Regions from separate parts of the Mus musculus genome. Here all the other regions are linked to region 2. The links are chromatin contacts, called in public Hi-C and HiChIP or PLAC-seq maps. All regions are on one chromosome and are shown on one strand. Each heading gives the region's core, a stretch centred on a gene start, on an enhancer-like site or on the middle of the called end of the contact. The rest is flanking DNA. Distances are from core to core; before and after follow the strand shown.

The links. A called contact is a pair of places that touch in the nucleus more often than the background predicts. HiChIP or PLAC-seq counts read pairs in DNA pulled down with a chosen protein or histone mark.
Region 1: a contact with region 2 is called in a Hi-C map of the N1E-115 cell line, with 6 times the contacts expected there. The contact joins two enhancer-like sites. A contact is called at or near these places in 11 of 39 promoter capture datasets (3T3-L1-derived adipocytes, the HPC-7 cell line, cranial neural crest and 7 more), 1 of 15 datasets of contacts at CTCF or cohesin (the NIH/3T3 cell line), 7 of 484 Hi-C or Micro-C datasets (the N1E-115 cell line, cerebellar granule neurons, cortical glia and 4 more) and 5 of 115 datasets of contacts at active chromatin or transcription factors (CD8 T cells, astrocytes, embryonic basal ganglia and 2 more).
Region 3: a contact with region 2 is called in a BATF HiChIP or PLAC-seq map of CD8 T cells, with 6 read pairs. The contact joins two enhancer-like sites. A contact is called at or near these places in 6 of 39 promoter capture datasets (3T3-L1-derived adipocytes, embryonic stem cells, frontonasal cranial neural crest and 3 more), 3 of 484 Hi-C or Micro-C datasets (cerebral cortex, cortical neurons and neural progenitor cells) and 4 of 115 datasets of contacts at active chromatin or transcription factors (CD8 T cells, embryonic stem cells and pancreatic cancer cells).

Annotation. Positions count from the first base shown.
Region 1 is chr13:6,472,348-6,475,812 of GRCm38.p6, forward strand. No RefSeq gene overlaps it. Among named protein-coding and RNA genes, the nearest start is that of Pitrm1, 74 kb to the right of the region's middle. Within about 2 kb of position 1,659, at least 56 of the 459 cell types and tissues checked have an H3K27ac peak or open chromatin away from gene starts, as enhancers often do. A contact at or near this core is called in the N1E-115 cell line, the NIH/3T3 cell line, astrocytes and 2 more, where this site is marked.
Region 2 is chr13:5,843,771-5,847,247 of GRCm38.p6, forward strand. No RefSeq gene overlaps it. Among named protein-coding and RNA genes, the nearest start is that of 1700016G22Rik, 13 kb to the right of the region's middle. Within about 2 kb of position 1,536, at least 292 of the 459 cell types and tissues checked have an H3K27ac peak or open chromatin away from gene starts, as enhancers often do. A contact at or near this core is called in CD8 T cells, the N1E-115 cell line, the NIH/3T3 cell line and 4 more, where this site is marked.
Region 3 is chr13:5,316,450-5,320,119 of GRCm38.p6, forward strand. No RefSeq gene overlaps it. Among named protein-coding and RNA genes, the nearest start is that of Gm40659, 59 kb to the left of the region's middle. Within about 2 kb of position 1,977, at least 9 of the 459 cell types and tissues checked have an H3K27ac peak or open chromatin away from gene starts, as enhancers often do. A contact at or near this core is called in CD8 T cells and pancreatic cancer cells, where this site is marked.

The DNA.
Region 1 (3,465 bases), core at 409-2,908, 630 kb after region 2:
AACTTCCATTCTTTATGTAATAACTTCCTAATGAAGCCAACTATAACGTGGGAATTATTAATTGAACATCCTTCATTTCACAGGGACTTTCTGCCTACACCCTTGCATGATGAACTAACTAGTGGGTACTGCCATCATTTCTCTGCATCCTGAAAAAAAAAAGCTAACACGAGACACAGAAGAGGCCTAATAGCTCTTCATATTCTGAAAGCAGGACTTTGTGATAAGGAATTCTCAGTGGGAAGAGTCATGTGCATGTTCCCCGCACAAACACAGACCGCAAAGATGTGGATTATAAGTGAATCATTAATAAACATGTGTGCATACTCTTCTGTTGGTTGGATTGATCCCTTTCTCCTTAATCTCTCACTAAAATCACAGTTATGAGGTTGGAGGAATGGCTCAGTGGTTGAGAGCGCTGGCTACTTACTCCTTCTGAGGACCTGGGTTCAATTCTGAGCACCCACACGGTGACTCACAACTTTAGTTCTGGCAACTTTGGGTGCTGCATGCACAAGGTGCACAGACACACGTGAAGGCAAAACACCAGCACACATAGGGTAAAAACAAATAAATCTTTCAAAAATGCAAGATGATGATAGTGCAGTGGGTGATTTTGCATTGTGGAACTAAGATATCACCATCTTGCCTGATGAGAGACTGTCTTTGGAGCAGAGGAATTCTTTTTTAATGCTAGAACAGGAGAGCACAGTATGGTCTGTATCCATTTTTTAATACTAGGTCTTGTGTAGCATAGGTGTGCATTGACCTCGATATGTAGCTAAGAATAACAGTGGACTTCTGATCCTCCTGTCTACATATTGCACATGTTGGCATTGTGGACGTATATCGTCAAGTGGGATGCATGCTAGCTAGGCATGTTCTACCAATTAATCTCCATTTCCTAAGCCCAAGAACTCACTGCCTCCAGTGATTCTTTCTGAGGTGAGAGTGTCCTCATTGGATCTCACTGTTTACCCTTCGCCTAGGAATGTCCCCTGCCCTTTGTAGAGCCCCTTGCCAATACTGTTCTTACATTTATCTCTTCATTATTCACCAGAGATAAGCCCTTGCATCTGCATGAAATGTGGATGTACGTGGAAACCTGGAGGCTATGTGTCATAGAAAAAGACCTGACCCGGCTACATGCAATATACCTTATTTGTCCTCAGCTGTGTAGAGGCTGTCCAGTGCACACGTGGGCAGGGAAATATGTAGACAATCAAGACAGAAGAATGCCAGGAAATCAGAGCCTTGGGCAACAGCATGCATCATGCAGCCGCTGCTCAGTGGGAATAAAAGGGCTTGAGGGGTTTTTTTTTCCCCTGCTGTTTTAAAATTGATATAAATAGATGTCATGCCGCTCTGTTCTTAGCCATAGTCACCACTGGGAATGGCTGTCAAAAGCCTATTCTATTGTAAAGACGCGTGGTAAAAATACGAGTTATACATACTCCTCTTCGAGCCCGCATTATGTATGTTCTGTATTACCAACAGGATCTCCATCCAGTCCAGGACACTTGCCTTAAAATGTAATTCAGCCTGCAGCCTGGGTAGTGTCATTTTGTAAAAAGGATTATGTGCTATAAATAACCATCCCTCAAACCTAGAAGTGGGACGGCTCATGAATAACTCATGAGCCATGGGCTGAGGCTCTGCCCTTTGAATCACAGAACATGTGTTCCCAGTCTCAAGAGGGAGAGAGCCTTCATTCTGTCCCCCTTTCAAATGCTAGGCTTGGACCAAGCCCAAGTCCTTCTGGGATAATCCATTGAACTCCACACTCCTCTCCTTTCTCATCTGTGTCTTCTCTCTGGCTTCCCTGCTTCAGCGGGGAGGCAGGTTCTGGACCTAAGGGCCTGAATCAATCTCTCTCTCTCTCTCTCTCTCTCTCTCTCTCTCTCTCTCTCTCTCTCTCCACTAAGTTCCCAGGTACGATCTAGATATCCTTCTGGGTTTCAATATAGTTTGTGTTCTGGTGCCTAGGGCCCAGCTCAGCCCCTGCAGGCCACAGAAAGCTTGGCCTGTTTCTGCTCTAATTTCTACTGGCAACCTTTGACCTTAGCAGGGATGATGTGGCTACAAGCCAAGTAGAGCCCATCAGAAGCCAGATGACAAGGACAACAGGATGGCCTCTGAGATTAAGAGACCAGCATGTTAGCTATTCAGAGCAGCAGGTCAGCCTGGTATTTGTTTTTGTTGGATTTTTGTTTGTTATTGGATTTTGGGGGTTTTGGGGTTTTATTTTTTTAAGGTTTTTGTTTTTTGTTTTTGTTTTGTTGTTGTTTTATTTGCTGTGGGGTATTTGTTTTTGTTGTTGATTTTTGGGTATTTGTTTTGTTTTGGGTTTTTTGGTCACCTATGTGGAGCAAAGTCAGATGTACATGTGCATGGAGGCCTGAAAGCAATCTTCAGTGTTCTTTTTCAGGATCCAGCCATCCTGGAATTTGAGACATGATGTCTTCCCTAGGACTCCCCAGTTAAGTTGCTTACCCAGTGAGCCTCGGAGACCAACCTATCTCCACACTCTGACACTGGGCATTTCAAGTACACATCTCCCTGCTGGTTTTTATTCATGCTGGTGTTGGGGATTGAACTAGGGTCCTCACATAAGCATGGCCAGCATATTACTTTCTGAGGTATCGTTATAGCCCTGATGGACTATCTCCACACCGTCCATTTTCCTGTTTTTTGAAGACGGGGATTCATATGATACAAGCTAGCTTCAAACTCGTTACATGTCTGAGGATAGCCATGAACTCCTGATTCCCCCTGTCCTTGCCTCCTGAGTGCTGGCACTGCAGGTGTGCCTACCATGCCCATCTTCAACCAGATCTTTGTAAAAAGCTGCACTGTTCTCCGTGCCTCAGTTAGCCAAGGCTAAATTGGAAGGAAGGAAAGAAGGCATCTGGGAAAGCATTGACGTGGTTTTGGGAAGTACCGGGGAGGCTCGGGTAGACTGAAAACATGGCCTCTAGACGGGCATGTGACAACACCAAGCACAAAGACCTGGTATCTTTATGGGTCTCCAGACCATATCCTGGCTAAGCATCAACTTAGATCAGTTCTGGAGAAAGAAATGATCAAACGAAAGGACAAATGATGATTTCTGTGATGACCTTCTGCCTGTTTTTCCCCTAGCCACATCCAAATGAAACTTCCGGAGCCAGCTTCAACTCCACAGCTTACTACTGTTGCTAGGAACAGTGGAGGGGATTCAGTTCCTGAGGGGAAAGGGAGACCTGAAAAGTGAAATGAAGAAGCCAGATGGGATCCCCTGTTCCAGGCTGAGACCTCAATCAGGAAGAAACACAGCCTCCTCGTGCAGTGCTAAAATAATCAGATTCTGTGCAAACCTATGACAAACAAGATGGTAAAACTTTTAAGACGTCACTATTACGATCCTTCCCCTTGTTTTCTTCTGTGCCTCAAGGCCCAATATGGCTTAACACAGTACCAGAACGT
Region 2 (3,477 bases), core at 286-2,785:
CAGCAAGTTAGAGGCAAGGGAGAGGCTATGTTAGCTCTTTGCTGTGGTCCAGGCTGGCAGGGAGACATATTGACTGGAATTTAGGTTATTGTGGGTAAAGAGACTTAAGACTGAAAGTGGTCTCAGCACAGCTCTGAAAGCTAAGGATTTAAGAAGTCTTTTGAATTCCTTATCAGTTAACAATTGATGTATGGTAAAGGTCAATTCTCTGAATGCAAAACCCTGACCACCAAGGAGGGAGCCTGAAGGGCTAGGACGAAGTGGAGATAAGTACAGGATTGAACCGGTTCTGTTGGAGGCAAAGCAGGAAATGAGTAGCCTGGTTGAAGCTCTGCCTGTAAACTCTTGGTAAATGGAAGTAATCCATGGTAGTCTTAGCATTTCTTCCATTCTTCATGGGACTGCTTCTGTCTGCTGATGAGGGACCACACCATTTAAATGGACTGAAATCAAACTATTTCTCTATCCCCAAATAGTAGCTTTGAGACTGGGAATAATCTGTGTCTGTGGCCATGGACAGAAGATGGGCCACCTTTTTAGAAAGAGTTTTTTTTCCCCAATATGAGCATCACCCTCCCCTAGGAGAATGTGGGACTAATCCAAGGGTGTTGGAAGTTACATAGCAACTAATTCTTCAACGGTGTTTATGAAACGGAAGCCTAGCAACTCATGGAGGAGTCAGATCCACAGGATCTCAGTCCATGAGGCTTACAGTTACAGTTGTAACTGATTCAGAGGTGGTCACATGTTGCTCACCCAGAAAGTAACCCCGGGGCTGCAAGTAACAGGAAAACAGCCATGCCCATTTTATTCATATTTTATAACCTACAGTAAACATTTACTTAGCAATTCCACCCTGTCTATCACCGCCTTAGACACTTATGCAGAACTTAGAGTCATACTGAATGCCAATATGATGTTAATTATTGCAACCAAAAGAGGCCTGTATCGTTAGACTCTGATGAATTTTTAAGATACACTGGAGGGGAAATTGAGTCATAATATAATTCTCTATGAGGGTTTGAAAGTGTGATCCTTAAGATCCTTCTGCTCTGTGTGACAAGCAATACGATTTTTAAGCTCAGACAAAAGTGGGTGTCTTTTGGTTTAGGGTTCTCTTTTCACCAGGAAATCCCCTCTTCTAATAGGATTCTTTTTGTTTTGCTTTAATCCTTAATCTAGGGGGAATGTCCCATCCCTGTGAGTCATCAGAATGGCTTCTCACAGGTAAGACCTAGAAAATTCCTGAAATGCTTCCCCTGATACTGAGAAACGTACTCAAGTCAATTGAGAAAGACATTAAAGGGGTCTGATGAGAAATCTAAATCCTGTGCCTCCTACCCTTTGCGGGGATGTTGCCTGAACCATGAACAACGTTTCCTGGATTCTAGAAACAGGCACATAGTTTGGAATCTGCAGCTGCTGGACAACACCAATTGGGAAAAATAGTAGCACAAAGGCAATAGATAGCCATCTCGCCTTGAAGACGCTGACTCATGCAGATGAGTCATTTACAATCGGCATGGCGACGGGTCTCAGCGGGACCAACTCAGAGAACACTGTGCGCTGAGCGCTGACCATGTAAACAGTGCAAACTCCCTCTTGTGATTCTAGGAAAAGAATCTTAGAACCTTTAGACAAAGAAATCAGAGAGGAGTGTGGCTGCTGTGTGGGTCACACCAGCAAATCCAGGCAACATCCGGACCTTACCATTCTCAGTTCTGATATCCGCTGGCACTGGAGCCCAGAGCTCAACATTTGGGTAAACATTCCACACTGGAGTGAACTACCTTGGTGACCTGAGTAAATTATGAATTCCCAAGACAGAATTACGGTGTCATCGAGTGTGACTGTATGTAGCTGGGCATACATTCATTTCCCCACTCAGATTAGCTATAGCATAAATAATACAGAAGCACCAACCAGAGCCAAAGGTGCTCACTGGAAGGTTCTTTTCTGGTATTAAAATAATGAGTGTACGCTCCTTAAGAACCTTCTAGCAACATGTACAAATAAAGCCACACACAGTGACAAACTGTGCTGCTTGGAGTTTAGCTGATGACATCCTTGTTATTGAAACAGGAAATGACTCAGCCTGGGCTAGACCAGAAAAGATCATATATTATATTCCGTTTTGTTGGCTCGTTTGAAAAAAAAAAAAAAAACCTACCGCAAGGCAACCATGCTTGTTTTCAGGTTTTTAATTTATGCATTCTAGCAAATAAGAAAGAATTTCTTGATAAGCCATTATTAAAATGTTGCAAAACAGGTTTTTCACAAATGTTAGGATCAAATGACTGCTATAAGCTATAGAAGATATGTTTACTATTTTTAAAGGGGATGGGTTAGGGTATTGGAGTCCAGATAGAAAACCTCTCAGCCCTAAATACTAACATTTCTATACTTAGCCGGAGCCTGGTCTGTTTAGATAAACTGATTTTGAACATAATTTTATGTTTATTGCTTTTTTGACTGCATTATGTCTGTGTGAGAGTGTCAGAAGCCTGGAACTGGAGTTACAGATGGGTCTGAGCTGCTATGTGAAGGGTCAATGCTCTTAACTGCTGAGCCATCTCTCCAGACCCTCGATAAACTTTCAAAAAATATTTTAATTAAAATATATCACTTCCCTCCTTCCTTTACATCTCTCAAACTCTTCTTTTCTAACCCATTCAGTCTCAAATTGATAACCTCATTTATTTTGTTTTTGTTGTTACATATGTACGTGTATATACACAAAAACATAAATATAACCTTATATATAATTCTTAACACATTACTAAATACTAGAGTTTTACTAAAATTCTGATTTTTTTTCATTATGACCTGGCATAATCTGAAGTTTACCTTTGTCTATTAAAACTTTGCAGGTATGATAATTGGCAATCAAAAGCAATTAATCCAACAGACAAAAAAGTTGAACATAGATTAAACATTATAAATTTTTACATAAATAACTGAACTATTTTACCCACTGAACACTCATAATAATCATAATAGTCACTAAGATAACAGTTTTAGAACAATACTTTTACCTCTGAAATATTCTTAATTAGAAAATTATATCTTGCATTCAATAGTTAGCAAATAGTAACTAAGTTGTGCCCCTCCCCTCCCCCCAGAGCTCAGATGATTCAAATGGAAAGGGTTTCTGGTCTCTAACCTTAAATGTGTGACATCTTTTGCCAATCATTGGCTTTCTTGATCTGATAAATCTCCACCCAATACAATACACGTATTTTTTGCAAGGTGACTGTTACTGTTGGATGCTGTGTTAGAACATGAAACCACACACAACCACAGCATACGACCACTTTGGCCTCTGTGTACATGCAGAAGAAACAGGCTCCTCAGACAAGGTTGGTCAGACTCAAGTTCGACTTCAGGACACCCATGGCTGCCTCCTGTTCTGCTCTTTGTAAATGCATCAGCCGGAGGGCAGTCTGCTCAGAGCTTAGAAAGCTCTAGACTTTAACC
Region 3 (3,670 bases), core at 727-3,226, 530 kb before region 2:
ACCTCTGGTGAGGTTGGGAATAGAATTGCAGAGTCTGTCATTTTATGGTGCCTAGTGTTAGCTGGTTAAATTGCAGTATTATCATCAGGTGGCAACCTGAGTTTCTCTATGTAAGAGGAATCCTTAGGATGAGAGCCTATTGTTATCCTTTCTTTCACCCCTATTTAAATGCATGTAACAACCTGCCTACTTCAAGCAAGTTTCCTCAAATTTAAAATTTCTACTAAGGTATGAATGTTGGTATTTTCTGTAATCTTTGCAATCAGAAATATTAGGAATAAGACATACAATTCCAAGGCCAGCCAAAATGACATAGCAACAACACCTTGGCCCAAAAAAATTAAAAACCAGGGATGGAGAAATGGCTCAGTTGTTACTATACAGTCGTGATGACTAGCATGTAGCTCCTAGTACTACAAAGACATAATAGCTGGGTATTCCACAAACACTTGCAGTTCTATTTCGGAGGAGTCTGGCACCCTTTTTCTGAATTTCTCAAACACACACACACACACACACACACACACACACACACACAAACATAAGTTATGCAAACATAAGTTCATACTTATGCACATTAATATACAAAAAAATTAAATCCTTCAAAAATACAAAGAATTCTCACTCTAATAAGTAATGCTAGGTTTTCCACAGTTTAATTACTAGACAATATCTGTAAATTGCACTAAAGACAAGGTCCAATGCTGCAACCCTTGCTTAGCACACATGAAGTCCCAGCTCTCTGTCCCCGAGCCCTGACCAAGAAAATGAAGGAATAAAGGATGGTAATACGTAATAAGCCCTTAAACTTAACTTACAATTTTTTAAGTTTTGAATTTTGTGATTGATCATTTTCAATAAAATAAAGAAAAGATTTCCTTGTCTACTCAAATAAAAACTTCTAAACAGGGAGTCCTGACCAATCAAGCCTTGGTTCTTTGAAGCTCAAATGATTAGTAATTATTATATTCTCAAAATATCACTTTGATAATGTATTTTGGTTTAGTTAAACTTTTCATGTCTTGTCATGCCTTGTCATTCTCTGCCAACCTACCACCTTTTCTGGAAAAGTCTTTGTTGTATCCATGATGTTCTCAAACTCCTAGTGTGTCCCTAATCCTCCTGCCCCCACTTTCTGAGTTTGGAGATGACAGGCTTCAGTCACCATGCCTGGTGTTTGAAAACCTGGGAACTGAACCCAGGGCTTCATGCATGCTACAAAACCATCTTACTGACTGAACTAAGCTAGAATCTCCAGGCCTTTTCCTTTTTGTTTTTAATAACAACCAACAAAAATAATTCCAACTGTACATATAATAATCTGAAATACAAACTGTGTGCTGGTTGCTGTAACAACATCTCTCCAAACTATATTTTACTAGGGTGGCCATATTTATTTTCTGCATAGATGATAACACTTTATTGAAGGCTAATAATCTAATTTTCAAAGGACCTAACACTTTTGTTAAACTCTTATTCTCAGATCTTCAAAGATTTTCCCATTTCATTTTATTGTTTGTTTGAATTGTTGATGTTGTTTTTATTAAATTGTGTGAAACAGCTGAATGGTGAAGCCAGCACTTTTTATTCGAATAGCACAGAGAACAAAACATAATTCTTTCACAGAGGAAGCCCTATGATAAACAAAGTTTGTATAAAGGAGATGGGCCCCTTGGAATGCCCCCAACATTCGGAGTACTTAATGGAGACTAGGAGGTGATGTTGGCAAGCACTCCAACTCACACACCCCTCTCTTGCTTACAAAAGATTTCTCCATTTTCTTAAAAACACCAAATCTCATAAAATGTAACAGAAAGACCAAGCAACAGTTATGTCAAGGGAAGACCTGCTTATTTTTCTTCTTTGATAATTCAATACAATGTCTTTTGGAAGTTTCTCTGGTCTATGAGTATAGCAGTAGAGGGATTTTGCCCAGAGCTGCTGTAGCCCCAGTGTATATGACTACATATACCAAGAAATAAAAGTCTTCCCTCACAGGAAACCCCTGAAAGCTTCTCCTAGGTTCAGTGCATGCGAGCTTCACCCAGCCCACAACAGAAGTTCCATGAAGAAACAGAGGAAAAGCCTAGAAGGAATTCCACAAAGGCATTACCAGACCCACTACCCACAAAAGGAGTTCTTGTTGTTAAAAACTTGGCAATGATTCTAATCAGGAAGCTGTCTGTACTGAGCTCTCAAATGTGTCATCGACCACATGGTCCTCTTCAGCTCATAATATGTAAGTAGGCACATCTGCAGGATGTTACAAAAGTGGTACTGAGAAACAAGTTACTTTGTCACTACAGTATATGACTTTCCCTTTAAGATACTCAAAAAGAAAGTTTGGGTTTGACGTTGTGTGAGTTCCCATGCACACACAGACACATTCATAAGAGTGTACAAGACAAATCATATACCTACAGAAAGATGTGTTTGCATATACATATATTGCTACATCTTCAATGTAGAACATCTTAAAAGACCCATATGTTAAAGGCTTGATCCCAAGCATTATCTATCATGCCTTAAAATGCTGACATTTATGACACTTAGAGAACTGTATTTTTCTTCATGCAATTGTTCCCTTGGAGAGACAGTGGGTTCTTCACTTCTTTTCATTACTTCTTTTTCTTCAGGCTTTGAGGTGTTTGGCTTTGTTCCACTGCCCATTTCTGTCTAGGGTGTGTTACCTGACCACATATCCAACACAATGGGTAAATGAAACATTCATTGGAAACTCCCTACCTGGGATCCAAACAGTTGATCATTGTAGTTATTTGTTATAGTAACAGGAAGCTAGTTAAAACACACACCTAATCTAATTACTAAATACACTTTTGCAGCTAACTGTGGTATGCTCAGTTTTAAGGAATTTCTTTGTGTACATTATAGTTCACATTGGTAGCACTTACTCAATAGTGCTCATCAGATAAAACCCATAGGCGTCAGAATGAATGGTTAGGGTGTGTATGTTTGTGAGTGTGTGTGTGTGTGTGTGTGTGTGTGTGTGTGTGTGTGTATGTGTGTGTGTGTGTGTGTGTGTGCACTCATGCATGTGCATATATGTGTGTGACAAGCCCAATTTTAACTACCCAGAGTAAATTTGTGCATTTAGCACTCTTCCATAGAATCTTGTAGCCATTCAAAGAATACATGTTACATATAAATAATGACTTGCATTTACCTGTCCATTGAAATTAATTTTTCTTTACTTGTCTATTACTTTCTATACAAAAAGATCATGCCCAAATTTTAAATTACTGGCAATCTCTCATGCACAACACCCTGCTGCTCCCTAGGCAAAACTGTAACATACTGATGATCTGAAAGGACAATGAATTCTATAATCCCCTTGCCATTGACCATGCTGCTAATGTAGTATGACAGAAACAAGGCCCTTAGAATTCCACTATAAAAGAGTCATGGGAACATGTAGATTGCTACCCTTTTCCAGTAGGTTACAAGAGAAAGTACTTGGGTTATGACCATAGAGTTTTAACTAATGCCATTGTCATGATCAGGATTTAAAACTTCCTGCTTGTTCTTAACTGTCACTAAGTACTCAGGGATTTTCACAATTACTGTTTGATCTGCCTTCAAAGATTCTGGAAAACACTGTCAGGTATGGTCCTATAGACCAATCTCTTCTCTAAGAACTTTATTGTTAGAT